Linked DNA regions of Hordeum vulgare: region 2 is linked to region 1. The links are chromatin contacts, called in public Hi-C maps. All regions are on one chromosome and are shown on one strand. Each heading gives the region's core, a stretch centred on a gene start, on an enhancer-like site or on the middle of the called end of the contact. The rest is flanking DNA. Distances are from core to core; before and after follow the strand shown. Region 1 has its middle 7.5 kb from the start of LOC123448030. Region 2 holds the start of LOC123448031 (NDR1/HIN1-like protein 1).

Region 1 (2,713 bases), core at 71-2,570:
CAATGGACGATAACGGATGTTTTCGCCGGTGCTGCCTGATAGGATTACATACAGGGGGTTGGTTGGGGTTGCCCAGGGGCAGAGGGGGAGGATGATCTTATCTCCTGTCTGAATGGGGGCCATAAGATTTGCATTTGTCCGTGCACAACTTCTATCGAGCTCTCCTTTTTCTTTTCTTCTTTCTTTTTTAAAAAACATGATGCGTTATGGAATTGATTGTAGTAGTAGCTATTACTCTCTCTCTTCCTACATATACTTAGGTACAGACGGAGTACTTTTTTTTTTTTTTTTGCGAAGGTACAGACGGGAGTACTTGATATGTTTCTACCAAGTTACTGCATGAAGAGATTTGGTAGCATATTGGCAACAACGACACGGGAAAAACGATTTGGTAGCAACAGGGACCCAAACCGTTACTGGCTGAATTTTGTTTCTATTTCAATTCTTGTGTCCTGCCAATAGCGGGAAGGAAGGCAAGGTAAAGTCTGGGTCAAACGGGGTCGCGTTACCTAGTAGGTTAGTGAAAGGTGATTGCAACAGTGGAGAAACTAGCAGTAGAGAGGCTTGCATTTATCCGGGCTTGCTGGCTGTTGCTCGGCGCGCATTCGCCATCAATGGTTGTTTCCTTTTCTATGCGAAGGCGACGGCCATGAGGGAGGAAGGAAGGAGGGGTCTTTGTCCCCTTCTCATCTTTTATCATCCATCGGTGCGCACAACTTACATGGCAACACAAAGGTCACGTCCAGTCTCTCTCTCTCTCTCTCCTTTCTCTCCCCTCTCTCTTAACACCCAGAGACAAGGCTTGTCAATTGTACAAAGAAAGAAAAGGTTGAAGAAAGTTAATGGTAGTGCTAGTTTGGTCGCCGGATTTGGTCTAGCGTCACAATTCGTTAGTGGCCACTGCCCACTGCACTGCACTGCATGTACGTAGCAGAAGGAAGGAAGGAACGAACGATCCACGACGCCAGCCGGCCGGCCAGCCGTGGCTCTCACGCAGCGTAGGAAGGAACCGGGATTAAGAATCAATCGTGCAGTCCAAGGCCTAAAAAGGTGGAGCCGACTGGGCGCACCGCTTTCGCTGCAACCACCGCCGCCATGTACGCCACGAGAAGGCCGGTGCCGCGTCGAGTCGAACCCAAGATATAGGTAGTAGAACCGCGTGATGAATGGACTGGACTGACTGTAGGACGCGACGCCGCCTACCGTGTGGAAAATGGGTGAGCAACCCGCACATGGCGGCGAAGCTTCCATGCATGCCTCTCGGTCGAGCCTGGACTTTCCCGATGCGTCTAGGCAGGCAGCGGCAGCCGGTGGGTGCGCGTCCTTTCGGCACCACCCCCCGCCACCGATACTGGCAGTGTTATAATTCGCCCAGGGAGGAGTAAACTGTGAGCCATGTGACCGGAGGCAAACAAGTTGATTAAAACCCCGTTATGAAGAGACTTTGGAGTGACTCCACCTGTATCTGTTGGTTGGGACGCATGTGTCCCTCCCGTACTTACCAGCCTTCGTATCCGTGGAAGAAGCCGTGCTTCGGCCGCATGGTTCGCACGCACTTTGGCTCAGCTCAGGATGGTCGCCATTCGTATATGCTTACTTGCTGACTACTCCCTTTATTCTGGTTCAGATCATTGCAAATCCAGCCCCCTAAATGCCCGTGGGCGGACCTGGTTGGTCACGTTTTAAATTTCTCTCTCTCTCTTCACATTCAACCACTAGCTAAGCCAGAAAATTAGTACAAGGGAGGCGAAGTATAGTTAAACCTTGTTAGGGAGGGCCAATCCATCAAAAAACACCATTTTGGCATATAAAAAATCTATTACTATTCATTCTAGGCTTAAATCACTAATGTTAGGGGGCACGGCCCTGACTGGCGCCCCCTGTCTCCGGCAGTGCATTCAACTTCCTCATATTTATATAAAAGCATGCGGAATATATCTTACATGCTAACTAGTGTACTATACTTCTTCCTCGTCACGGATGGCCTGATCCGCCTTTGTCGGAGCGTGAGCCGCTTGCACCGTCTCTTGCATCGCTCGCGCTTCCTCCATCTGTTGTCGACGAAGACGCCTCACCTCTGCAGCCGACTTCAAGCGGATGGAGTTGACGATAGCCAACTACTTCGGCCACAGACCGATGATCGTCGGCGATCGTAGGCGTCTCCTCCTTCAGCGCTTGCGGCGTCGCCTCCTCCTTCGATTCCGCCGCCTCCTCCGACGCATCTGGCTCCTCTTCGGGCTCCTCCCTCATCTCCCCCTCGAAACCCTCCTTTGGTTCTAAAGGTAGCCGCGCTTCCTCGGATTTGGACCTGCTGAAGGAGGAAGAGACGATGCTAGATCATGTAATGTTGGTGACGTGTGGTATGGCTGACGGGCTCGGAGAGGGAAGTGCGAGAGGAGGCGGATGTGCTCGGGTGGCGGCAAAGAGAGGGAGGAGGCGGATGTGCTCGGGTTGGGGGGCGTCGACCGGCTTAAATAGACGGCCGCGACCTCTGACGGGGAGCTGGAGCGACGCCACGCGGCGTTCACACCGCGTCGACAGTCGAGGCGCCTGTCAGACCGGCGGGTTTCCTAGTGAGTCTGCATGGGGCCACGTCGTCATTCCGACGTGGCGGGTGTGCCCCGGCGCTCGGGCTTCCCCATATCCGCCTCATATTTGGGCCGGAAATCGGGGGTGTCGGTCAGCCCGGGCGCTTGAGGTCGGTTTAAGAGGA
Region 2 (2,700 bases), core at 156-2,655, 45 kb after region 1:
AACATTGCAAAAAAAACTATTATTTTGCCAGTGTCGTCCCATAGTTGTGTGATTTCCTATACTCTACCACAACCACTAGCTGTATGCATTTATTTAGTTCAATTGCGTCTTTCGTTAAGTTCTCAAACTTCTTGCTCTGATTTCAGGTTAGGCAGTAGGAGCTTGTGGAGAAGCACTACTGCATGATAGTCCAAAGATGACACATCAATCAGAGATCCTTCGACGAAACTGTGTGCGATGTATGAATCTCAAACGTATAGTTCAAGATCCCTCGTCAATAACGCGAACGTGTGCGATGGCGGACCCATCGAATATGATTCAGAAAACATTTACGTGTGCAATTTGTGGCATACGGTTCTTCCATACAAACTGTTTGCGATTAGCTAAAATAACACAAATGGTTACAGAGATCCAGATGTGTGCGATAGAGGGCACACAGTTCACTATCATCAACTGTGTGCAATGTTACAACAGAACATAAATGATTCGGCATAACAAGATGTGTGCTATATACATCATAAATGTCTGTTTGTGATGGTCCTTCCAATCACACACGCTCTATTTTTGCGTGACGTGTGTGACCGGACCGATGATTTATGTGTGTTGTGTGGGATAGCCCCCCTATCGCCCATACATGCAAGGTAACGGTTTAGATCTACGTCGCGGAAAGGGGGTAAAAACCGTTTGTATAACACTCGGTTGCACTAGTGGAGGCAGCGTCGTCGACGATGTTGCCACGCTTTTCTTCGTCACCGTTTCCCTGTCGAGGAGCTTGCTGCTCCAGCCATGGCAACGGTGTGGGCACGAGAGGGAGAGAGGGAGAGGAAGAGAGAAAGAAAGAGAGGGATAGAGAGATATTTGGTAGGGGTTGGGAAATGTAAGAGATGGGTCACAAGGGTCTTTCTATATAAAAAGGAGCAACATGTGGTGGTGTGTGCTTTTCTCGTGTGGCGGTTGAGCCCTCAATCGACGTGTGGCAGTTGAACCCTCAATCGATATGGCGTGGTCAACGCATCACACGGACAAGTCAATCAAACTCGTGAAAAAAGACCTGGGATGAACCACTTATCAAAAGATTAAGACTTAAAGATGCACTTTTAAAATAATTGGAACGAAAATAACACCCTGGTGAAACTTTCAAGGACCTTGAGTGCATTTAACTCTTCTCAAAATTACTCCAAGTTCAAAGAGGCCACAAGAGAGCTGCTGTGTATTGTACTGCCTCCATGATTTAAACATGATCACCTCACACAATCTCTGCCCCACACAAACATAATATATTAAAATAAAAGGTGATGACCCATAAAAGAACCATGACGCAATTTGCTTTATTTTATTTCGGAAATCACGACTCAATTCGGAGAGCCCGTTTTATTCACGCCACCGGAGCGGCCTGGCCACCTCACTTTCAACCAGACACCACCCCTCTTCTTGCTCTGCTCTCCTCTCCTCTCCTCTCCCACACGCGTCCTAAAGCAAAGCAAGCTCGGCGAAAAGCAGCTCGGACGCCATGGGCAAGGACTGCGGCAACCACGGCGAGGACGACGTCCGGCGGGCGTGCCGGCGCCTCCTGGCCATCCTCTTCTTCCTGGCCCTGGTGGTCGCCGTCATCGCCCTCATCGTCTACCTGGTCCTCCGCCCCACGCACCCGCGCTTCTACCTCCAGGACGCCTCGCTCCGGCAGCTGGACGTGCTCACCGCCAACGCCTCCGCCGCCGCCGGCGTGCTCTCCACCGTGCTCCAGGTCACCGTCGCCTCCCGCAACCCCAACGACCGCGTCGGCGTCTACTACGACCGCCTCGACGTCTACGCCTCCTACAAGTACCAGCAGATCACGCTGGCCTCCGCGCTCCCGCCGGTCTACCAGGGCCACGGCGACGTGGAGGTCTGGTCCCCGGTGCTCTCCGGCCCCAGCGTCCCCTTCGCGCCCTACCTCGCCGATGCGCTCGCCAAGGACGTCCAGGCCGGGTACCTCATCCTCCAGGTCAAGATCGACGGCCGCGTCCGGTGGAAGGTGGGCAGCTGGATCTCCGGCCACTACCACATCTTCGTGACCTGCCCCGCCTTCCTCGTCGGCGTCGGCGGCAACGGCGCGCCGGGGGCCAGCGGGCTCAGGTTCCAGACCGCCACCTACTGCCACGTCGAGGTCTAGCCGTACGTCCGTCCGTGCTCTGCTTCTTCTTCTTCTTTTTCCTCTGCTCCGTCGTCGGCGGCGAGGTAGGTTTCTTGCGGGTGGCGCGCGCGCGTGTGCGTAGCGAAGAGCATCATCAAGGCTCAAGGCCAAGGGGTGGGGGTGGTACATGGACATGGTGGTAATAAGTGTTAGCGTCGAGGGGTATAGGTGTAAAAAAAGAGAAGGAAAAATTTAGGGTGGGTTAAGTTAAATTGATGCTGCGATTTACACGTAAATTGTGTTTTGTTTGTGTTTACTTATTAATTGTTGGCGGACTGTTTGTTCCACGTTTAATTGTCAAATATATATATAAATATAAACTTGTTGTGATTGATGGAACTAAGGTGAAATGGTTGATGCTGGGGTTGCAATTAGTAGCGGGTTTTGTTTTTGTTGCAATTTGAGTTGAGAGAGCTTTTTGTTGTGGTTCAACGACAGCTTTTTAGATTAGATTTTGTTGGAAGGGTGCTAGCTTAAGCTTGGCTAGGTTGGTGGCAACAACCAGATAGTATCGTCGATGATGACGA

Evidence for each region. A called contact is a pair of places that touch in the nucleus more often than the background predicts.
Region 2: a contact with region 1 is called in a Hi-C map of leaf, with 2.4 times the contacts expected there. The contact joins the promoter of LOC123448031 here to the enhancer-like site in region 1. A contact is called at or near these places in 5 of 6 Hi-C or Micro-C datasets (leaf, seedling and an unstated tissue) and 1 of 1 datasets of contacts at active chromatin or transcription factors (embryo).

Annotation. Positions count from the first base shown.
Region 1 is chr4H:101,808,496-101,811,208 of MorexV3_pseudomolecules_assembly, forward strand. No RefSeq gene overlaps it. Among protein-coding and RNA genes, the nearest start is that of LOC123448030, 7.5 kb to the left of the region's middle. Within about 2 kb of position 1,321, at least 3 of the 3 cell types and tissues checked have open chromatin away from gene starts, as enhancers often do. A contact at or near this core is called in leaf and seedling, where this site is marked.
Region 2 is chr4H:101,852,923-101,855,622 of MorexV3_pseudomolecules_assembly, forward strand. It overlaps LOC123448031 (NDR1/HIN1-like protein 1), which reads left to right and starts at 1,406. Exons shown (of 1, transcript XM_045124796.1): 1 at 1,406-2,512. The coding sequence starts at 1,511. The coding sequence ends at 2,152.